6 separate regions of the Mus musculus genome follow, and all the other regions are linked to region 6. A link is a contact called in public Hi-C, HiChIP or PLAC-seq and promoter capture Hi-C data. All regions are on one chromosome and are shown on one strand. Each heading gives the region's core, a stretch centred on a gene start, on an enhancer-like site or on the middle of the called end of the contact. The rest is flanking DNA. Distances are from core to core; before and after follow the strand shown.

The links. Promoter capture Hi-C pulls out the DNA fragments that hold promoters and counts their contacts. A called contact is a pair of places that touch in the nucleus more often than the background predicts. HiChIP or PLAC-seq counts read pairs in DNA pulled down with a chosen protein or histone mark.
Region 1: a contact with region 6 is called in an H3K4me3 HiChIP or PLAC-seq map of embryonic forebrain, with 5 times the contacts expected there. The contact joins two enhancer-like sites. A contact is called at or near these places in 2 of 484 Hi-C or Micro-C datasets (the HPC-7 cell line and the N1E-115 cell line) and 11 of 115 datasets of contacts at active chromatin or transcription factors (VIP interneurons, bone marrow-derived dendritic cells, craniofacial prominence and 8 more).
Region 2: a contact with region 6 is called in an H3K4me3 HiChIP or PLAC-seq map of embryonic forebrain, with 8 times the contacts expected there. The contact joins the promoter of Zeb2 here to the enhancer-like site in region 6. A contact is called at or near these places in 8 of 39 promoter capture datasets (cranial neural crest, embryonic stem cells, frontonasal cranial neural crest and 5 more), 1 of 15 datasets of contacts at CTCF or cohesin (pro-B cells), 5 of 484 Hi-C or Micro-C datasets (the N1E-115 cell line, cranial neural crest, muscle stem cells and 2 more), 16 of 115 datasets of contacts at active chromatin or transcription factors (the NIH/3T3 cell line, VIP interneurons, bone marrow-derived dendritic cells and 13 more) and 2 of 9 other capture datasets (adipose tissue and pancreatic islet).
Region 3: a contact with region 6 is called in a promoter capture Hi-C map of second pharyngeal arch cranial neural crest, with 2.8 times the contacts expected there. The contact joins the promoter of Gtdc1 here to the enhancer-like site in region 6. A contact is called at or near these places in 6 of 39 promoter capture datasets (the 3T3-L1 cell line, HPC-7-derived erythroid cells, cranial neural crest and 3 more), 1 of 15 datasets of contacts at CTCF or cohesin (pro-B cells), 4 of 484 Hi-C or Micro-C datasets (the N1E-115 cell line, cerebral cortex, embryonic fibroblasts and 1 more), 6 of 115 datasets of contacts at active chromatin or transcription factors (the NIH/3T3 cell line, astrocytes, embryonic basal ganglia and 3 more) and 1 of 9 other capture datasets (embryonic stem cells).
Region 4: a Hi-C map of the N1E-115 cell line shows a contact between it and region 6, with 3 times the contacts expected there. The contact joins two enhancer-like sites.
Region 5: a Hi-C map of the N1E-115 cell line shows a contact between it and region 6, with 5 times the contacts expected there. The contact joins two enhancer-like sites. A contact is called at or near these places in 2 of 484 Hi-C or Micro-C datasets (the N1E-115 cell line and myeloid progenitors).

Annotation. Positions count from the first base shown.
Region 1 is chr2:45,095,335-45,099,304 of GRCm38.p6, reverse strand. All of the region lies in intron 2 of Zeb2 (zinc finger E-box binding homeobox 2), which reads left to right. Among named protein-coding and RNA genes, the nearest start is that of Zeb2os, 14 kb to the left of the region's middle. Within about 2 kb of position 2,309, at least 14 of the 459 cell types and tissues checked have an H3K27ac peak or open chromatin away from gene starts, as enhancers often do. A contact at or near this core is called in embryonic forebrain and forebrain, where this site is marked.
Region 2 is chr2:45,111,067-45,114,583 of GRCm38.p6, reverse strand. Zeb2 (zinc finger E-box binding homeobox 2) reads left to right here and starts at 1,305. Exons shown (of 10, transcript NM_015753.4): 1 at 1,305-1,761. It overlaps Zeb2os (zinc finger E-box binding homeobox 2, opposite strand), which reads right to left and starts at 3,446. Exons shown (of 3, transcript NR_110572.1): 1 at 3,282-3,446; 2 at 1,591-1,741; 3 at 497-1,485.
Region 3 is chr2:44,925,741-44,929,555 of GRCm38.p6, reverse strand. It overlaps Gtdc1 (glycosyltransferase-like domain containing 1), which reads left to right and starts at 2,320. Exons shown (of 11, transcript NM_001362987.1): 1 at 2,320-2,414.
Region 4 is chr2:45,183,821-45,187,578 of GRCm38.p6, reverse strand. No RefSeq gene overlaps it. Among named protein-coding and RNA genes, the nearest start is that of Gm28643, 53 kb to the right of the region's middle. Within about 2 kb of position 2,233, at least 86 of the 459 cell types and tissues checked have an H3K27ac peak or open chromatin away from gene starts, as enhancers often do. A contact at or near this core is called in the N1E-115 cell line, where this site is marked.
Region 5 is chr2:43,720,783-43,724,427 of GRCm38.p6, reverse strand. All of the region lies in intron 4 of Gm30374 (a long non-coding RNA gene), which reads left to right. Among named protein-coding and RNA genes, the nearest start is that of Gm30374, 6.8 kb to the left of the region's middle. Within about 2 kb of position 1,272, at least 26 of the 459 cell types and tissues checked have an H3K27ac peak or open chromatin away from gene starts, as enhancers often do. A contact at or near this core is called in the N1E-115 cell line, where this site is marked.
Region 6 is chr2:44,304,097-44,307,793 of GRCm38.p6, reverse strand. The region is part of intron 12 of Arhgap15 (Rho GTPase activating protein 15); the gene reads right to left. Among named protein-coding and RNA genes, the nearest start is that of Gm52508, 23 kb to the left of the region's middle. Within about 2 kb of position 2,338, at least 27 of the 459 cell types and tissues checked have an H3K27ac peak or open chromatin away from gene starts, as enhancers often do. A contact at or near this core is called in the N1E-115 cell line, VIP interneurons, embryonic forebrain and 2 more, where this site is marked.

The DNA.
Region 1 (3,970 bases), core at 1,060-3,559, 790 kb before region 6:
CAAGCAGCCAGTGCCCACGTGATCCACGAATTCAGCATACAGCTTTCACTCCTTGCTAGCTTAAATTGTATTTATATTCTCTTGCATATCCAAGTAGCTGTAATCAAGGAAACTTTGCAATTGGCCTATTCTTGGAAGTACCTGTTTCTATTTTCAACACCCAAGCACATCAATGGAAGTGTTTCACATCATGAGATTTCTCAGTTGTAAGAGGTGAGGTTTACATAGAAAGAACTCAGTCGGCTGTGTTTTCATAACAAAAAGTCCCATTAAGGGAGAAATATCTAGAAGCAAGATGGTTACCCCCTAAAGATTTCCCATCACCTTTGCTCTGCTAACAAAAATGTGAAAACTAAATCCAACCCATCTGCACACTCCTATACACCCAAACACGAATGCATACTAGGGTCCTAACTCTGGGTCTTTTTCTCTTTAGCCTTACTCTAAAGAAGACCTACCCCATAAATGAGACCCATTTAAACAAAAAGCATAGATAGGAAGAGTTGATGTAGACTTCTGCAGTCAGATTTCAGGAGAGAAAGATGTTCTCTGTGCTACCCGAGGCTTACTGAATTTGCTTGTATCTAATAATCTACGCTTAAGTGTATTGTGTAGGATAAATTACTTGCTTTATGCTTTTAAGCTGTTTTCCTTAAATAGTGCCTACCTTAATATAGATTATCCTAGATTTATTGCAAGTTATTATGGGAAAGGAAAGGAAAGGAAAGGAAAGGAAAAAAAAAGAAAAGAAAAGAAAAGAAAAGAAAAGAAAAGAAAAGAAAAGAAAAGAAAAGAAAAGAAAAGAAAAGAAACTCAGCATTCTGGAATCCTAACTGAAGATAATACTTTAAAGTGGTGTTTATAGTGTTTAGGAGAAAGGGGGAGGGAGACCTTTAAGCTACACTAAATACTTAGAGGTGTATAGTACTTTATACTTGTGCAGATAAAGAGTGAGGTAGCCTTGCTCCATGAATCCCAGGCCACAAATGATATGTGCCAGTAGGTTCTTTGATAGGGTTCCTGGCCACAGTGTTTTTGTGCTGTCAAACTGCTATGTTGAACAAACACCTCCTCCGGGACAAAGTGATAAATGCAGAGACAGGCTGGCTTCAACCAGTCTCAGCGACCTCCTCAGCCACACCCCCACTCCCAGGTCCACCTTCTTCCCCTCCCCCACACTTGAAGTTGACAGTGTAGAGAGGTGGGCAAGGTTTTTCCGAGGTGTCAGGGGTGACTGATTATTGCCCCTCCCTAAGTCTTAGGAACCGGTATTCGGGTTACAGGCAAAGTCCTTTTTCTGGCAGGCTTTATCTGGTCTTTTTCAATGAAACTAAACTGGAGCTAAACTTTTGCCAACTCGAACCTTCTCCACTTTTACTTAATCGCTCAGAAAACGGCTTCCTTTCCTCATGTGTTCTCTCCAGTGATTTGAGCGTCATTTTCTAATGTTCAGATGATTGCGTCGTGCAACACGAAACAACAAAAAAATGTTGCCTTAAAAACATCCAAACACGATACATACTACTTTCTTGCTTCCTAGCATTGTTTTAGGGCCAGCATTTCAGATGGATAGTCAATGAAATTTCTCTTCTCTCTGTTAGAGCCATTATTCTCTGACTAAACCCTGTTTGTTGGTGCCTTTGTGTGTGCATTTTTTCCCCCGATGTTAAATGAATTTCCGTCTTCTACTTCTGCAATCTCTAAGAAATAGATAAACCATTATATTTTTTCTCCTGCTCGTATTTTAAAGTGGTGATCCTGACAGCAGGACGATTATTGCACTTTATGTTTTAGTGGATGTTTGCTGTTGCTAGTTACAGCAACACTTATCATAAGACAGCAAGAAAGGAGTAGTCCCTGGTAATTAAAGTAATGAAATATTCATTTACTCTACCTTTTCTGTAGTCTCACAAATTAGGCTGCTACATTTAATGCCTGCACTGCCTCTGTTTTTATTATAATGGCAGCTTTCGCATCTGCAATTAGGACTAATTCTGACAGTTACAATTTCTGAGGGACGGTAAACAGTGAGCGAGCTGTGCAGCGGAGGTATTACACGTGAAAAGCCCTTGTCTCTTTAACCTTGTTGTTTTTTTTTTTCTCACAGAGGTTACCTTTTCCCGATGGTGCAAAATCGACTTGACATAACTGTTCATCAGTTTCAGGGTTTTCCCTGGAGGTATTTGCATCAAATCAGCCCAGTCAAGCTTCAAGTTGAAATTGGCAGGCCAGAAACTCACAGGGTAGAGACTAGAGAAGAGACAGCCAACGTACAGGCAGCAAACTGACAGCAGCCGAGTCTGACAGAGAGGGGGAGAGGCTGGGAGAAAGGGAAAGATTTTCAGCTTGAGTGTTGGGGAACCCCAGCCCCTCCTGGGCCAATGTCAGTAGCACCTGAAACTCCAGAAGGAGCAGGAAAGGTCTAGATTCAGAACACCTCCCACCACTAGGGCCCCTCAGCCCTGCCTAGGTTCACGTTTGCTTACTCTGATTGGATGCCTAAAGAGGAGTGGGTGCACTTAATTATCTGAGGCATCTCCTCGGTACTTAGCAGAGCTCGAAGGCCAAATCTCATGATCGGTGTTCTAGAAGAAAATGAGAAGGTTTGCGCTTCTTTCTTTCACTCTCTTTCTTTCCCCTGCTCCCAAATTGTTAACTTGTGGGACCATGAACAATATTTGTCTCTTTGCTGCCTTTCTCTTCTGAAGCAGATTAAATGTTCATAGAGACCAGAAACCAGGAGCCTGTAAATGCAAAATGCATTTTGGTCAACCCAAACAGACACGTAACAAACATATGTTCGAAGAGACACTCCTGTGAATAGCAAGGAGTTGCCAATTCTCTTTGTCAAATAATTCCCTTCTATCCTGATGACAGAGTTTGTTTAAAGGCCCCAAAACAAGGCGAAAATCTTAAAACCGTGAGAATGTTTCTTTCTTTCTTTTTTTTTTTTTATTTTCCTATTGAGAATACCACTTTAAGAAGAATTCTATAGTTGCAAAACTTGTTTTCACAATGAAAATAAATATAAAATTTTTTTTCTATCTTTGGCAGAGTACGTGTTTTTCTGCTTTATGTCTATAAAACAGATGCACGTTTCCCCATTCTTCTCTACAGTTTTAAACTTTGGAGAAGGGCGGCGGGAGGGGGGATGGGGGAAGCCTGGTGTCTTTACCAGATGATTTAAAATCCTCTTCTCTTTCCAGCTAGACTTGGGGGTCGAATAAACCCTTGCTTTCAAGCAGTCTTCAAGCTCCGTGTATGACAGGCATTGGCTGATCTGTTGATGCCCATTCGACAGGCACTGTTGAACTAAAGTGGTGTGACGGCACAGTTTTGTTAAGCTGTGAACAAAGGTTGGAGATGCCTTACTGGCGTCACCCGTGTGCATATTGGCCTTGTCACAGTGTGCTTGATTTAATGCTCTGTTTATTCCTAGATATTAAAACCTAAATTCTGAACAATAAGTTTTTCAAATGCTACTACATACCAACTTTATTTTAAAAAGCTTTAACTTTGAAGACCCCAGGGTCCATTTGCTCCTCCAGCCCCCCCACCCCCACCCCCCAATGCAACCAGTATTAGAACATAGCTCTGGAAAAGAAACGGACTCCCAGTACCTTCTTAGCTCTTACCCATTTAAAAATGGGATTTCAGCCTTTAAAAAGCCTTATTAGAGTAAAAGATTTATTTCTTCTTTGATCATTGGCTGAAAGTGATTATTTATTTCCAACAGTGTGTTCTCACGTAAATTCCTAAGGGACAGTTACCTTGTGTACACACAGCACTGCAAGAACTTTGAAAAAAGAGATATATTATTTAAAAGGTAGTGCTAAAGGAAGCCATTTAGAAATACCTGAAAGAGTAGGGCACATATCCACTGTCGGGGAGTTTGTGTTAAAGTGAGCCTTACTTAAGACAGCAGAGGAATTAGGTTAAGACTTAAAAATAAAACTTGGGGTACGAAAAT
Region 2 (3,517 bases), core at 56-2,555, 810 kb before region 6:
GTATTAAAGCAGAAAAACTGATAAGAGGCAGCTGTTTGGCCCTCTTCAAACCTCCACCTTTTCCTTTATACTGGAGTCTATAGGCTGTGAGACTGGGCATCTCTCTGTGCTCTCGGGTTCTTAAATACTTTCACTATTTAAAATAATGGGGGGGGGTCTCCTAGTATTTTAAGAAATTAAGCCTTAACTGTTGAGGCAAAACAGTTTCTTCCTTTTCCTATAAATACAGAGCATCCTCAAATTTGGCTGTCTTTATTTACTTCTATATTAGTTCCAATTATGTGCAGTGTAAACCAGCTTTTTGATTAACAAAACAGCAGAGCATTGGTTAAGAACACTTAAACTTCAAAAAAAAATCCCCTGGGAAGTGGGCTCTGAATTGGTTAATAATGTGCAGTACTTGCTAAATTGCTGACTTCCAGATGTGGAAAATATCTTTCTTGTTTAGGACCTATGTAACCTGATTGGATTACGACAGAAGCGTCACGTTGGAAGCTTTTTGAGTGATTATTTAATTAACCATACAGTAGAAAGCTGTATTCTCCAGGAAATCCCTTCCATATTTGCATAACCAATCCCTTCAGAGCAAAGGTGGAGTCTTTTCTTTTTAATTTTAGTTTAATTGCAATATCAAAAATATGCACTTCAAAACTTAGACCCCACACAGTTTAGTGTCACCCTCTTCTTTCTTTCGTCCTAAGTTCCTCTGACCTTTCTCCTTCTTCCTCCTGCCCCTGTCCCCTCACTTTGTAATGTGGTCTGCATGAGGTGTAGAGGGGTCCAGAGATTGGCCAGCATAGTACAGCTCTATGTTAACCTAGAGACCCTTTATTAAAATGCCAAACTTTTAATATAGGGATCCAATCCAGAAAATCTCCCCCCCACACACACACACACATACACACATACACTGCACACTGAGATCCTAAGATGCAGTGTACAAGTAGCATTTCCCTCCCCTAGCTCTGGCATCTTTAAAAAAAAAAATGTAATAAGAGAAAGGGCAAGAATTTAGTTCCAAAAACGGTGCTTGAGGTATCCATACAACTTGACGTGCACCTCAAACCTAGTCACCAGAGATATCTGTATAAGACAAGAGATCTGCATGGAAGACCCGAGAGCTTTCCCTTTAACTTTCGCCCCTTGGAGTTCTCCAGTTCTGTGAATGGTGTGCACCGTTTTCCGCCCAGTACTCTGCAGGATTTAGTGATGAGGATAATGATGCCAAAGGCTTGCTTGACGGGGGGGGGGGGGGGGGGGGGGGGCGTGGAGAAGGGAGGGAGGGAGAGAGGAAGGGAGGGAGGTGGAATTTCATTTCTTCCACTAAAGCGTTTGCGGAGACTTCAAGGTATAATCTATCCCAGATCCTTTCCCAGAGAGAAACTTGGCGATCACGTTTTCACATGATGCTCACGCTCAGGGCGCTTCAATTATCCCTCCCCACAAAGATAGGTGGCGCGTGTTTCAGGGTCTCTCTTCTCTCCCCTACAGAAAAGAAAAAGAAAAAAATGTCATTAGAAGAGGCGTAACACGTCAGTCCGTCCCCAGGTTTGTGTTTCCTGGAGTGGCCGAAAAGAGATCAGTTCTAACCTGCTCGGCAGGAATAACGGTCCTGCCTCCAGACACTCTTGGCGAGGTTTTGTTCAGTTTGCTCCGGGAGCTGTTTCTTCGCCTCCACCTTTTTCTCCCCCACACTTCGCGGCTTCTTCATGCTTTTTCTTCTCACCATTTCTGGCCAAAACTACAAACAAGACTTCACAGGTAGGTTTCCCACCCCCCCCTTCTTTTCCTCCTCTTTTTATCCTTTTTTGGTGCTCTTGCCCCCCACCCTCCCTCTCTAATTTTCTCATTTTGAGTGGGAATGTTAGTCTGAAGTGAGCCGGGTGTCTCTGGACAGGAATTTCAGGTGGTTTTAGCTCTTTGGTGGCAGGCTTTCTTTTCCCAAGAGTGGCTTCTTTGCTTTCTCATGCCTTCCCTTACTCTCTCTTTCCTTTCCTCTCCCTTTTTCCCCTTCCCCCAGTAATTCGCCCTGTACCTGTCCATTCAGGTAACCAAAGGTGTTTTTTGCTACATAGTCTAGGAAAAGTTTTGTTGAGAACTGAATGGCTGGGGTAAAAAACTCATCAAGTGGAGAGTTTCTACTGCTTTGTTCTCACACCGACTTTCAATTCATTATATCAAGCAATTAAAACTTGGCAAATACCTGTTAATAATTATAAAACTTATTCGAGAAAGACCTACCAAATTCGGGAGCAAGTCCTTCTCTTAGATCTGGCAGACTAGTCTAACCTTTCCCACCGGAGAAGGCTGTTTTCTAAGCAGAAACTTGACTGTTTTTGTCTGCCTAGCGAGTTTCATTTCTTTATTTCATTCTTTGTGTGTGTGTGTGTGTGTGTGTGTGTGTGAAGTAACACCTCACTTCTGTGATTATAAATAAAGAAGTGAAAGTTCTCTTGGAACTTGAGTCGTTTACCAAAGTGTATGGGAGAGGGGGGGTCGCAACAGCTGGGAAGAAAACTGCTGTCAGGATAATAGGGTTAAAATTAGGGTAACTTTTGATATTTTATTTTAAATGACCAAGTAATATACACATCGATTTTTCATGGAACTCCTCTCTCTCTCTCTCTCTCTCTCTCTCTCTCTCTCTCTCTCTCTCTCTCTCACACACACACACACACACACACACACACACACACACCACACCACACCACACCACACCACACCACACCACACCACACCATTCCAGACTTTGGGACTGAAAAGTCGGAGTTCAAGAGTCACAGGCACAGTGCTGAGCTCAGCTAACATAAACGTGTTTATCTCCCACCTACTTACATGTTTCACATGCTAACCCTGTAATGATGAGGGCAAGATCGCTTACTCCAGAGTTAAGACTAACATTCACAAATAAAGTTTACAGCACAAATGCCATGTCTTTCCCTCACACACACACTGGCTCATAAAACTAGCAACTTATTTTATTAAATATATATTTTATATGCAGTGGTTTGTAAGTCTCAGCAGAAATACAGACAGACAGCTGTTTCATCCCACAAGCTTGTGTGACCATTTCTTTATTCCAGGACCCCCCCCCCCCAACAATTTCAAATTAGTAGGACAGATCAAAAAATGATATATTTGTATTTTTTTTTAATGTGTCAAACTGGAAAGCCTACTCTGTATGCCTAAGTAAATTTAAAGTGCTTCCTACAACACCCACTTCCCCTTCTCTCTGCCCCCCTTCACCCCCGCTCAGCAAATGTGCGGAAACTGATACTCACTTTCCAGGTTTTCCGCAAAGCTTGTGGCACCGGAGACAATAGGTGCAGGGTGTAGGGACTGGGCGTGCTGGGCGGCAGAGAAAGGGTTAATGGCCCTTGTGTTACAGTTTGCATCTGTTACATCTTTTATAGCCCGCTGTTTAAACTAATCCTCGAGGCACAGCGTCTTCCCACCCCGCGGAGTTTCAGGGCTCTCCTCTTCTCCGGCCTGCCTCCGAGGTTCCCCTTCTCCAAGT
Region 3 (3,815 bases), core at 1,071-3,570, 620 kb before region 6:
GGGGCCTAGGTGGCTCTTACCGACTCTTGCCACAATCTCCACATCACCTTGGACTTCTTACCTTCTGTTGCTTTCTATGTATGCTCACCAAACCCAAGTCTTTCTAAGTGGCATCGATGTGCAGTATTCCTAACAAGATTATGGCCTTCTGATCTTTTCACCTCATTCCTCACCCTCCTTTCTTTCCTGCCCAGTCTACCCACAACGATTTCCTACTAACCTGTGTCTCAGGTTGAAATCTAGGTCCTCTCCCAATGGCTCAATCCTGCATCTCCACCGGGCTTGCTCTTGTTTCTCAGCTATCGTGTTTTACCTCCCTGATCTAACTTTCCCTCATTCTTGGTGTGCCTGTTTTCTTCACAGTGCTTTAGTCCAAACATTTTATTTTACTTTCTGTCCTATACACAGCGCTCTAGACGATGGGTCTCCTTTTTGATGTTGTGGTCTTTAAGAAGTCTTTTCTTAATTCATGTGTATCATTTCCCCACTTAACATTTTGGAAATTACTGTTGAGTCCTTGATTATTAGTGTTGAATTATCATTTCATGCCTCATATTTTACCTCACCAATAATGTTGTAATTTTCTTGACAATAGAGATTTCATAACTCTTTTAATCAGGCACAGCCTTTGGCCCCTCTGAGGATGAATGTGCTTGGTTGGACCAAGGTTCCAGAGCCGGGGCCAGATGTCACTGAGATCATGCAGATGATCCCTGACTGAGAGATGCAAGTTGCATAACAAGAATCCTTGAACATACTAGGGTGAGATGGCTTCTGACAGCATTACCTAAGCTCACACTCACAGACCACGGATACTGAGACAGAGCCTCAATGTCAACGAATTTGGACCTTAAGTGACTTTATGCTTGTAGCTCTAAATCCTATGCTGACAAGTATGTGAGACAGGTCTTGGGAAATCTGGGCATATTGGCTAGGCAACTCATTTTCTCTGGACTTCAGATCTTAATCAGCAAAATAATAATAAAGACTCCCGGTGATCTTAAGTATACAATTCATGTATAAAATTATGGCTTTTTCCAGATTGATGAATAATAGTAGGCTTTGGGCTTTTCCCCAATATTTTATTCTGTGAAAAAGGATTTACTAGATCCATTTGCCATTTGGAATTCTCATTTTCAGCTTTCTGCATTCACTTTTTTTGTGTTTCCCAATTTGTGTAAAAGTAGATGGACAGATGGTTTATTAGGCTTTTTAAATGCTCGGGATACTGTTGTTCAAGTCAACAGAGGTTTTAAGCTTTGGAGGTCCACATAGAGTGTGGGCTTTGTTTAGAACAGAAGATCGTTTTCACTGTTCAATTTAAGGATAACAATGTTTTCTCACATAACTTTAAGCAACTTGTGGTTGTAACTCCAAAGGCCTAATCAGGCTCTGTTATTTTGGTATGCTTAATGCATTTCTGCACTACAGTCTGTTCCAAGTTGTAGCTTTAAAAATGAAGTTACCAGATAAAAGCATAGACCTACCGTTGCATGTTCTGTCTTTGCATGAATCATTTAATCCACAACGTGATCCCAAATACGAAATCACTAATTCAGACTCACAGAAATGTAAGGGAGATAAATTCCTATTTTTAATAGAAACCATTTAGACTTTCTTGGATTCTTTCTGACTTTTAATTGCTCTGTAGCTGCTCTTGTGGGGACCGCAGATATGTTATTATTAATACTCTAAGATGCATCTGTAATACGTATAGTCTCGACAGCCAAAAGGCTGCATATAAGTTAAGTACAGGAAACGCCAGCATCGGCTAGGAGAGGTCCCGCAAGAATTCCGAGGGGGGGGGGGGGGAAAGCGGGGCGTGCTGACCAATACCTGCAGGAGGGTGTGCACTCGCCTTGCGGGGTCCCCGAGGCTTAGGCGCGCCCGGAAGGACAGGGAAGGGGACTACAGGTGCCGGCTAGCCACCTGCCTGAGAACGTGCGAGCCGGTGAGTCAGCCCCCAGACCTCTCAGGGGAAGAGAAGGCCGCAGCGCGAGCGAGCGGAGGCAGCGACCAGAGGAGTGAGAGAGAGTACGGAAAAGCCGAAGGGGCGGCGGGGGCGCTGGCCTGACTGGAAAGCGTACGCGGGGCCCGTGGGCGGAGAGCAGGTGTGAGGAGCCGCGCCACCGTGGAGAGTTCGCCCAGCACCGCGCGTCCTCTGAGTCACCGACTAGGCGTGGAGGCCGCCGTCCGGGGGCGGAGCCTCAGGCTTGTGGGCGGGGAGGGGCGGGGCGAGGGCGGGGCCGGCGCCTGACGCGCCCCAAGGCCGCGGCAGCCGCAGCGGGGAGGGGCTGCGGCCTCGGTGGCGGCCGCGGGGGAGGGGCTCGGCGTCAGCGCGTCGCCAGCTGGGCTGTCGGTGGCCTGGAGGGAGCCGTGGAGGAGGAGGAGGAGAGGAGGAGGAGGAGGAGGAGGTGAGTCGCCTTGGCTGGGAGCTGCGCTGGCCGCGGGAGGCGGGGAGCGCGGCCCCTCCCTCCCGGCGCCCGCCTCGCGGGGCCGCGCCGCGCGGAGTTCCCAGTGGGGCGGCGGCCGCGAGGAGCGGAGGGGGAGGAGGGCGGAGCCGGGGCCGCGCTTCCCGGGCGCACGCGCGGCCTCCTGCTCTGCCCGGCCGCGCTGTGGCCCCGGGCGATGCTTTTCCCTAGCGCGGAGCTTGGGAAGGGCAGAGTCCAGGCGGACACTGGGACATCGTGCCATGGCTCCCGCGCAGCAAGGCCTGGCCTGCGCTTTCCTACTCGGGATCCACCTCAGGCGGCGAGACCCAACACCTCGCGGCCCCTCATTAGAGGATTCGGCATAGGCCTGATGTTTCCGCAGGATCCCGCCTGACGGGGCTTTCTAAAGCGAGGAAGGGCTCTTGGAGTTAATAAGTCTTTACAACTAACCGAACGACAGCAAAGTTGCATTAATAAATCAGTTTAACCCTCGATCTCGCGATAGGCAGCGTCTGCACCCCAATTCCCACTTCGCGGGGCTCGTGCAACTTTTACAGTCGTAGAACTACCCCTCATTGGATAAGCTTTGAAATAATTCTTAAAGTTAGTGCCTTGAGGCCCTGGGAAGTTCAAAGGAAAGGGCTTACATTTTCCCTCCCATCTGTATCACAGTTAAGGAAATGGAAAACGTGAATTGAAGGCGATCGTTCTCCACGCTGAGGATCATCGTCCCCTCTGTGCCCAGCTTGCGTGACTTAGCACCCCTGAAGTTGACTTTAAAGCTTACTGTAGTGGTTAGGTAAAGGAACTGCTGTGGGGGAAAAGGCAGTATAACTCAACAGAGCCATTTTATTGTGTCTTATTAACCCGTTTACCTTAAGCTTTATCAGTGACAAGAGTTTCATGTTGGAACCCACATACCCAGTGAGATACTGAATTTTCATTAGTACATTCCAGGTTTTGATGTGAAATAGATTCTCAGCTTCAACTGAGAAGAATTATACACTGTTGTCCTTAGGGTCTTGTTCTGTATTTAATGAAACAGTTTAATATTGAGGATTGGGGAAACACATTTTGAATCAGGATACTCCGACAAACTTAAACCATACCTACGAATACACTTTATAGCAACACAGTGTCTTTACTTCTGTTCTGAAATCATGCTGACAGTTTTACCTTATAAATCCTAGACTAATAGGACTCTCTGTTGGTGAGGGACCTCAGCAGTGTTATTCAGCTTCACTATTTTACATTTTCCAGAGATTTAGAAGGAACTAACAGAACTACTTGCCTTTATTAAGGATTTACTAGATGGACCCTTCTGATAGACACTCTTGTACCAAACTTGATCCTGATTTGACCAACTCCCCAGCCCACTGAGAA
Region 4 (3,758 bases), core at 984-3,483, 880 kb before region 6:
AACCAAAATACCTCACGCCAGTTCCCCATCTATTAAAAAAGAACTTTTCGGGAACTCTTGGGATCAGAAATTGGGTGTCATGACAAGTTTGAGGACATTCTGAGTTCATTGCTATGGGACCCACTATCTTCAGCTGCTACAAGATACCACACTCAGAAATATTCCCTTGCTACCTGTATGCCATAGGAAATTCCCTTGAAATGTTATTACACAGTGTGTGGAATCATCTCTACTTCCAAAGGAAGAGCCTTGCTTCAGGCATAGCCACCAGGGCAGGGCAGAATGTCATCTGCTCTTCCCACTTAGATACACTCAATGGTTCCAGGAAGGGTCGCCAGGGAAGATATCTTGTAACTAGTAGAGCCATACACTTCTATAAAATATGATTATTAGGTTTTGATTCCAATATGAAGACATGTGTACTGCTTAGAAAGTGGGTGAACTCCCTCAAATTTGCTCATCTCCTTAAGGTAAGCTCACAAACGTGCTACCTCAGTCACTGTTCATTTGGCCAGGTCTAAGCAAATACTGGTGCTGAGAAAGCAACCATGATTGGCATGTGTAGTATCAATGGAAGCATGAGAGTTTTGCTTCACTCCTTAATGCTTGTCATTAAATAGCACTGAAAACTAGAGTATATTTCACACTTCTTAAGTGACAGGTTCCACCCAAGTCAAGTTACCATTTATTTCTTTTAACATTTTTATTATTTCTTTTATGTTTTGAGATTATAATTACATTATTTTCCCCTTTTCTTTCCTCCCTTCAAACCCATATACCCCTCCTTCTTCTTTTTCAAATTTGTGGCCCTGTTTTCATTAGTTATTGTTATATATATATGGGATATATATATATATATATATATATATATATATATATATATGTATATATATATATACATATATATATATAATTCATATCTATGTTCCTAAATATATAAATACAACATGGTCAATCTTTTATGAGTGGTCAATGTCATTTCATTTTTTTCTACCTTGAGCTTTGAATCCTGTCTCCAGCGAACTTGTAATATTGTAATTCTCTCCTCCAAGAAACACTATGTTTATGTTCTAGTCATTCCATCAGCGACTGCAGCAGGTTAGGGACACTTCATACTCAACGATTCAAGTGCAGTTTTATGGTCGATATACCTAGTCACAAGGACAAGTACCCTACCCTGCCTAGATACCTGCATCATTCACTTGACACCATGAGGTTGAATGGTAACTTCAATTTGAATTGTACTAATTAAGCATTTCCTTTCTGCTGGCCTGGAAGACATAGCCTAGATTCTTAGTAAACTTTTCTTCTACTACTGAAATCACATTCAGAGACTGTAGCTTCTTAGAAAGAAGTGTGCGATTCACTCTGAGCACATGGAAGGCAGAGTCTGACACAACTCTTAGAAATCCATACTGAACTGAAAACAAACATCAAAAGATGGTGGAGAGGACATTCAGATTTAAAAAAAACAAAACAAAACAAAAAAACTTGAAGTCTCAGGACCACAGGTAAAAACTTCCCCCTTAGGATGCTCTGGTCACCAAATTCAAACCTATTCAGAAACAAAAGTGAGATGAAAACAGGACAAAAATTCCACAGCTTTATTTAAGAAGTGATATTTGAGCTATAAAGGATTTCCTGTCATTCTTGCTTGAAGTAATTTTATAATATTCTTTTGTTCTTGGGCTAGTCTACAATCCAAACAATCATGTATGCAAATGGCTCACTAGAGCAGTGGATGACCCAACAGGATAAACATTATTGTTTACCCAGAAGCACTATATGTTCATACACAAATGGCATTAAAAGCTTGTGGTCAGATCAAAAAACCACAACTGTAATTGCTTATTTATATAGCTCACCATTACTCTGTAGTGTAAGTTTACATTTTACAAAATTTCTAAACAATGCTGTTGTTCTTAGAAGAGTGAAAAATGTATGGTTTGCCCAAATGATTAAAGACAAACAGCTTGGGTCTAAGCCTCTGGTGAGAGGCTTCAGTATGGAAATTATTTACTTTGTCCAGTCTTACAGTTCTCATTTTTAGGCCGCCCTTGAAAGTCTATGATAACAGGGCCATTCAGTGAATTTCTGCATTTTTTCTCTTCAGTTCAGGGCAGCTGGTTTCTTTCTTCTCTAAGCAGAAAGCTCAAGTATATTTATCACCCCAAGAATGACTCAAAACAAACAGGAAGTCTTCATCAGGCGGCTCCTGGGCATAGCTGATATTAGGTACCGGCAGAGAGGAAACAGAGCGACCATTCTCTGGGAGCCAGGCAGAAGGTACATGCAGATGTAGGCGATAACCAACTTAGAGATGCTTCCAACGACCACCACGTTCTCCCAAGATTAAGTGGCGTGGCAACACTCGCCAGCTTTCCGAGGCTACTAAAATTCCTCGGGAGTTTTCCTTTCCATTTCAGTTTGAAAAAAGCAGTTTGAACTGGATACCATGAGACTCAAAATCCTTGTGAACCTAAGCGCCAAAGGAAACCTGGGCGGGAGCTATTCTGGGAGATCTGGCTTTGATCTGGTTGCTAGGAAAAAGCCCGGCTTTTGTCTGCAAGTATTCTGAATGGCTCCTTCAGTCAGAATGAGGCCTGCAGGTCACTGTCTGAATTAAGTGAAGAGGACTTTTTTTTTTAACGCTAAAAATGAAGTTGTCGCTGTATGGCACAATAAAGCTGGAGAGAGCGACTGTATTGCCGTGCCATTGCAGCAGCTCTTTGCTACAACTTAAAACTCCAAGGTATACTGTGGAAATCACTGGAGCATGCTTGCAGATCAAATATATGCAAATAGCCCTCAGTGGCACATATGTTCCTAGAGACCTCCCCTACACCTTCTTTTCAAATAAAACCTGTTTTAGATTCAAAGCACACTCTATTTTTATTAATGCAAACTTTCACTATCAAACAATTTTTTAACTTTATAAATAAATAGGGAAGCCAACCACTCACACCTAACTTTCCCCAACCAACCAAACTGGGAGAAATGGGCAGCTAACTCCTAGTACCAGTTCAAAGGTATTAGGCAATCCACTGGGGAGAGAGTCCCACCTCCCCCCCCCCCCCATCTGTTGACTAATCTTGTTTAGAATAAGGCCAGTACCTTTGTGTAAGGACTTTACAGCCAGTATCTAATCTTCACAGATCCTGGTAAGGTAGAAAAGGGGGAAATCTTATCTCTGTTGAACAGATGAGGAGACAGAGATGCAGGGAGTGAAGAGCTCACATTTTAAGTGGCACCTTCTGTTCTGATGTAAGGAATGACGAAAGTAGGACTGGAATGTCAGCTTCGACTTGCGTGCCCCTGGTCCCTTTGAGGACCTGCATTACTCTCCAGTGACCGTGTTAGCCCTCCATACGCTCTTGGGAAAATGTGCAGCAGCGACTGTGAAGTCAAGCCCTTGACCTCAGCACCAGTGACATCAGGTACAAACGAACTGGAGCCACTGAATGAAAACCGAAGTCGCCTCCAGCAGAACAGGACTAATCACAGCCCTTCTAAATCAGTTTGGAAAGAAGGGGCTATTTTTCACAACTTCCTTCGGTTTCATCCTCCCTCCCCTTTGTTCAAAATTTATTTTGTTCTTCTAGCAAATCCTAAAGCGTACGTAGATTCAAAAATAAGAGAGAGAGCTGAGACAGAAAAAAAATGGGCAAAGAAACATTTCATTTTAAAGAACCAAATGAGTGAGGTCAAAGTGTTCAGAAGCTGGGACCATCAGGCACATAGCAACCCTGCTATATGAA
Region 5 (3,645 bases), core at 23-2,522, 580 kb after region 6:
ACCTTTTCAGTCTGCTGTTACAGTGTGTCCGCAGCCCCTTTGAGCCCATGTGAAGTATATAGCTCAGTTCCGGTTTTGAGTTGTCCAAACGAAATAATGATTTAAAGCTCAATTTTAAAAGAACAGAGAACATTGAAGAATAGCAGCCCAGATTGCTTCAGTGATATTTAGTGGGTGCCAAGTGTAGACAGACTTGTAGACAAGTTCAAGGAAAGCATGCGAGGCTGCTCCAGCTATTATCTAATGAAGGTAGGATTCTATGTCTTGTACAAAAGAAAATCCAAAGTACCAGGGGATTTGACATATGTGCAAGGTTGTGTGTGTGTGTGTGTGTGTGTGTGTGTGTGTGTGTGTGTGTGTGTAAAGAGAAATATAAACTTGGGCTATGGCAAACATTGACAGAGTGAACTTTGGGACTCAGAATTGCAAAGATTTAGTTAGCTAGGAACCTGTCATCTTGTCCCTCGTGGTCTCAAAATGGTTGCCATGCTTCCTGCTTTCATGTATGAGCCCCTCACCAAATACCAGGCACATAAGCCAAAAAACTTTTTCAAATGTCCCACAGTGACAATTTTGCTTTTGTCTTTGGAGCCCTAACATGTGACACTTCTAGATGGGCCCATCGAAAAGCTCAAAAGAAAACACAGATCTTGTTATATAAGAAGATGGGATAATGATGAGGTCATTGTCTGGGAGTGCCCAGAATAAAAGATTAGGTAAGATTTAACCTTCCTGATGCATTAATGAGCTTACATTCCTCTTAAATAATGTAATTGTTTTATGCTACAGATCAGAAAATCCACAAATATTACAAAAAAAATCTATTGTCAACCACAGGCAACCAAAACGTGCATAATTAATGAGAACCTAACTCTGCTTGTCTAGTGTATGCAAATCTATTCATATAGACATGTAGGTGTATCGATATGTGTGCACGAAGTCACACACACACAGCTTGTGGAAGTGAAGCCAAGTGCTTCATTGGAAGGGGGTGTGGCTCAAGGCTGTTCCAGTCACTAGATCTTCATTGTTAACAGTAGTGTGTGCCAATCTATGTTGACAAGCCCTTCTAGTGCATAAGTTGCAGGTACCTTCACGGTGCCACCTAATACTTCAGGGACGTAGCCCCAGAGTTACACTTGAGACTACAGAGCTGATATCCAGTGGTGAGAAAGACGAACACGTGAAGTCATACCAGAGTTCTTCAGAACAGGGAGCTGCAGGGAGGTGCCGCCACAGTGCAGGCCTTCTGTCCCCCTAACTCCAAGCTCTGTCTGCTCTCATCTCTTAGACTTAACTGTATGGCTTTATAGATTATCTGCAGTCTCCGAACCCTCCCTCTGTTTCATTGATTTCTTGATTTCTAGAACAAAATCCTTCAAAGATAAGAAAGATCGGATGCAAACGTTAATGCATCTGGGAAATCGAGGAATGATGCCTATCGGGAGACTAAAGAAATGTCCCAGCAGCGAAATATGCAAATCCACCAGAACAGCCATGCTCCAGTCAGTTTTCTTTGTGATTTGGCGCCACCTTGTGGCCATTACAAGAATCAGCGTAAATACTAATGATGGGACCTCTCTGGGGTTTTAACTAACTAGAATGTCCTACGTTGAGGCAGCAGTTCTCAAAAGCCTCAGTCATGTGGCCCCGTAGATTATTGGCTATCCTAGCTCGGCTAGATTGGCCAAATATGGTGATGTTTGCCTGGGAAAAGCACAGGTAGATATTGCCCTTACGCAGCAGCTAAGCCTAATCAACAGTGTAGGTGAGCAGGTAGTACCAGCAGCTGACCATTCTCCAGACTCATGGACGGGACACACACAAGACCATGATCTTTTGAAGTCACTCTTCTTGCATCATACTGTCCCGAAATTAAGGGGAGTTTAAGTTGAGTGATCACAGGTTAAGCAAATGTTACCAGGATAAATTACTACTACTACTGCTACTACTACTACTACTACTATTACTAGCTTTCAAGCTTTAAGACGAATTAGTGACCATGGATGGACATGTGTGTTGTTTGTCTGCCAATGTTTCCGTGTGTAATTCCATTAACTCTTGTGTAAGATCAGTGCCATCTCTCAATGGCTTTGAAGTTGTCCCCAGTTATGGTCAATACTTGCTCCTTAGTGCTGTGACGTTCAGGGATGTGGTTGTGCGGAAGGATTGGGAGCAAGAGGGTTAAGTCACCAACCCTAATCTTATGGGCTATTGGGAGAGGATTGCGACTTAATAGATGGGACTTGATAAAAAACACAAAACAAAACAAAAACAAAAACAAAAAAACAAAACATAACAGTGGTTTGTTTGGGACATGGCCTTTGTGGCTTTTTGCCTCTGTGGGCACTTTCAAGAACTGGATATTTGGACATTTACTCCCCAAGAATCCGTGTGTCTGCTTGAGATTTCATTTAAATCACCCCTCCATCCATCTAGCCACGGGGCCATCCAGAGCAGGCACGCTGCCAGGGGTGTGTTCCCTTCAAGAGAGATATTTTTTCCCCCAGGGTAGGTTTGGTGAAGTATTGGAGATCTTGAACTGTGTCACAGAAAGCAAAATGGAAACCGAACAGCAATAACAGAGCCAGGGTCACCTGCACTCCAAGCTGCGGAAGGAACCGATGTTTCAATGAGGTGACCCAGGTCCTGCGGAGAGGAGTTGCTATGTGAACAAATAGAATTGTGCTGGGGTTCATAGTTTGTTTGGAAACTTTTGATTAATAACACAGTTTGAGTGATTTTACTTTGTCTTTTGTCCAGGGTTCTGAAAATATTGCAGTGGATTTGGAAAATAAGTGTGTGTGGGGGGGGGGGGGGGGGGCATGAAGCATTTATTTTTCCAGGTCTGTGATGGCCTCTTATCCATCCAGGCATCCAGGCACAGAAAGGCCAAAACATTTTGATATATTTTTGCCAAGGTCTTCTTCAGCTGTTTTCTGGCCCCATCAGTTCCTGCCAGTGCTCAACTTAGGACAGAGGGTGTTCCCTTTTACAGAGAGAAGCTTAGCAAAGAGACACTGGCAAATCAAAAGTTGAGTACCAGGAAGTGGAAACAAGAACCCTGGAATCCATTAGCTTGGTGAATGGAGCAAATTCAACCAGAAAATGAAGATGTACCAAACAAATCTCTCCTTAACTTAAGCCAGAAGTCAGAATGGAATTAAACACGAGACTGCATTTGAAAATGATAGACTGAGCACCCATGGATTAGAGAGACAGCCAACCTCCCCCGTCCCCCAAGCTCTGAGAATCTTCCTTCACACTGAGGTATGATGCTTTATAGAAATACTGACTAATGCTCTAGTATTGGGTCATAAGCTAATTTTACTACCCTTCCTTTATTGAGAAACTTGGAAAGAAATCCCCTGGCTTGACCTCATCTGTGTGCACTTATAAGTGGCTGGAGACCACCCTGTCACTGGAGGGTGCTTCATAGTCACTGTGTCTACTGTACCTTGTTAGAACTCTGTCCTCATACCCGTGCCGTTCTGTAGAACCTGAGTGCCTTTCTCCTTTTCACTTATTCTAGAGTCTAGCTCCTTTGCATCGCAATCTTCTTTGCCATGTGGTCCTGAACCCCTAATAGCATTGCCAGAAGAAAGATGGTTTAATATTCAAGAAATGGAAGTGCTTTCAGGCCTC
Region 6 (3,697 bases), core at 1,089-3,588:
CTTCCTCTGGTCAAACAAAGCTGTCCAGAGAGGGCAGCTGACACCCGTTGCTAAGAATTCCTAGTAAGTATGTATTCCTATAACAACTGTCTTGAAGAAATGTAGTGAAAGAGTAGTTAAAGTAAGGAAGATGAAAAGATGAAGAAACAGTGGACATTATATGGAATTCACACAAGTGTAGTGTGAATAGGTCAGAAAGAATTATCTCTAAATCAGCATAAAATTTGAAGTCATTTTTATACTATCTCTGTTTTAAGTAGACTTTAAGCTAATTTTAATTGCCTTTTACAATCTGTAAAAAAATCAATTTAATAGGAGTTTGTGCAATAGTTTCGGCACAATATAATTATAGCTCATCCAAACAAGTAAGTAGAAAGCTTGGTAAGAAATATACCCATATATTAGTTGGGATAAATAATATGTATTTCTAAATTTTCCAAGTTTTTCCCTATTTTTATGGCAGTATGGGTTTATGACAATAAAATTAAGGCTCGATGTTTATAATATGGAATCTTTGATTAGCTGATTTTGCAGAAAACTAAACTCTTTACACAGGTCAAACCAGTTTTAGAAGAAACACATGCCTTTTCCCTAAGACGTCCCTTTAGGTATTGGTGGTGCTGTTGACCTTTCGGTGACTGTGTTCCAGAATCCAGGAGAATGTGTTTATATTGTTCTTTATTCTTATCTCCTGGTTGAATATATCAGGTGGAGAGTCTTTTGTTGAGCAAGTGCAGAAAGCAGGAAACCCAGATGACTATATGTTTGCAATCTGAAGGAGCAAGGACCCTGTGCTGTGTTGTGCAGATTTATATTCTAATTTCTAGTTCTTCCTTGATCATATCAATTTTAAGGGTGTTCTATTGTCTGCTGGACTGCATCTTAGAATAGTGGAATATGAAACATACAAGCCATGTACACACAACACCACTGAGCAGAAGCAAAGCTGTTGGTATATTGCCAAGTTGGAAAAAAAAATAGGCAGCTGCTTTCTTGTTCACAAGCACACAATTCACCACAATCCAGCCTTGATTTCTCTTCTCTTTGGAAAACATACCTATTAAGGTTCCTTTTATTTGTAAAATTAAAAATGAGGTAGTTATTCAACTAATGTACATACTTAAACCTCAATTTGCCTCAGTTTTCTGAACACTATAGATGCCCAATTAGTATTCGCTGATCAAATTAGCCAGGTAATTTATTGACTTCGTTGTTTGATCTCGCACACAAGTCGTGAACAGAGAAATGCTTTAGTAACCAGTAGCCAGCTCTTATGCACATTAAGCAGAGATACCAGGATCTGAAAGCCAAATCTTCCAATGGAGAAGTTGTTGAATGAGTGATAAATATTTGATTAAATGTTGGTCAAAATTGATGTTTATTTTTCATGGGGCATAAGTTTGCTGGGCTAGGGCCCCACTATAGTTGAAATGCTTAAGGGAGCCCCCTGTTGGTTAACCATAGAAATACCGGTCTTCAATGGCCATGTGGCTAAAAGTGATTTGAAACAGAAGCAACACAAGACTCCACATTTGATTAACATAAGTTCCTAAGAACTTTTCCGTTTTTCAAAAAAACCTTAAAGTTTTTTTTTTTGTGTTAAAGTGTATAAAAAGACAATACCAATTTCTAACAAGTAGCTATAAATGTAAGCAATTCAGATATGTTCTAAGCAGAAGTGAACCACGTGGTAAGTTGGTACATATGACAATAGGAGGTTTTAAAACCAGCAAAGGGATCACTGCCGTGACATTTTGCAAAGGCTCTTCTCCTAAAGCCAATTTTTGGCTGAATTAAGAAAGAAAATAAAAATTATGGGTTTTTTTTTTTTTTTTTTTTTTTTTTAGATACTCCAGCCACAGCCCTCTTCCCTGCTAGATATATTCCAGGACTTCAGAAAGAAAAAAAAATGGTAAAGGGATGCAAATGTTTTCCCTTTCCAGCAACATATTTTTCAGAAAAAGTAAACACAGGTTCCTTAGGGAGATTCAACGTGAAGGCTGTTTATTCCATCATTTGAATAGGACGAGACCTGGCCTTTGACTTGAACCACTACCAAATTTCAGACTGTGAGGAAATTGTTCTACATTTCCTGACAAATTGAGTTAAGCAGACATTAAGTGGGCTTTAAGAAAACAAATGGCCATCTTTATCACAGGTGGACACTGATGGCTTAATGGGGCCTGGGCTGATTGTATCACTTCTAATGGCTTGCCGGGAAGCATTAGGGTTTTTGCATAAAGAACTGGCATTGCGAAGCCAGCTAACACAGACCTGTCAAGCGCTCTGTATCCCTTTGTGCACGGAAGCAGATGTTTGTATGTATACTATGAACTGGCATTAGAGCAAGCGACAGATGCCTGTCTGAATGCCAGGTCTGTGAATCTTTACAGCAGGAGCATGTTCTGAGGAGGTGCAGCCCTGCCCTCCGTCATAGGTAATTCCCAGCGGGACTTGCTAAATCCCGGCTCCATTTTCATTATTTGGCTTTCTGAGCAACTGGATGAATGTGTCTATCCTGAAAATGCAAGATGAGAGCCCTACCGAATTCTTGCAGATTTGCAAATAGCTCAGCTGTGTTTTGAACTTGGACTTTGCAGGCAGAGCTTTTGCACTGCAATCGCAACCGACTTACTCAGAGGAGCCGGTGGCATTACAGCTCTCTAATTAAAACTTACTTCAGTGTTTCTCTGCCAGGCTCCCCCCCCCCCCCCTGTATCTCGCTAGATGCCCACCCCAGCTCTCAAGGAAATGCGATTTGAGTTCAGAGGTTTTTCTATTCTGTAACGTTCAAAACTTACACTCTGGTTGTCTGTCAACAATAGAAACAGGTAGCATGCCGTCCGTTAAACAAACACAGTGCCCCCCTCACTTTTATTTGACATTTTATTTGGCTGTGACAAATGAGCAGCAGTTGGATTATAACATAATTTGTCTTGTCTTTATTACCAGCACAAAGGACACCATTCATTAATTATTCTGCCGTTGCAGCTTAACACTGACTGGAAAGGTCCCTCTTCGGACAGATGGCGGGGCCGATGTTATTTATATCAATCAGCCAAAATCCTCAACAAGGATTACTGTTCCTGAGACTACAATGATTTATTTCTTTTTACCTCACCCTCCCTCAACCCCTTCTGCTTTCAGAAATTTCTCTATAAAAACGAAATTTGATGGGAATCTTAAAGCAAAGCCATATTTAACCTGTTAGCTTGCAAAACAACATGCATGCTACATCAGTTTAACTGCGTGACATTAGCTGCATATTTTTAAAACTGCTTGAGGTTTTTGATCTTTCATTCCACAGTAAAAGATTAAGGGAAGGTCTCAGGGCAGCAAGTTCAGAAGTTTGCCTCTTGTGTGACACTGTATTGCAGTGGCCCATGGGACCCTACAGCCCTAATAAGGATATTGAGCTGTCAAGACTTTTTTTTTTTTTTTTTTTTTTTTTTTTTTGTCTCTGTTGAGATGAGATGATGCATTCCATCTCTGCCCATCCAGACCGTGCAGACTTTCTAAAAGATCAGCTGAGGTTTTCGGGCAATAAAAAATAATAACTAAAACAAGCAAAAAGGCAGGAAAACTGTTATCATGTTTGAACTGGGATCAAGCAGAAGAAAGGGAAGGGTACCCTTTGATTTCTCTTCAGTGGACACCTTTGTTTAGCATCCAGAGGTGGTAGCTGGGAAGGGAGAGA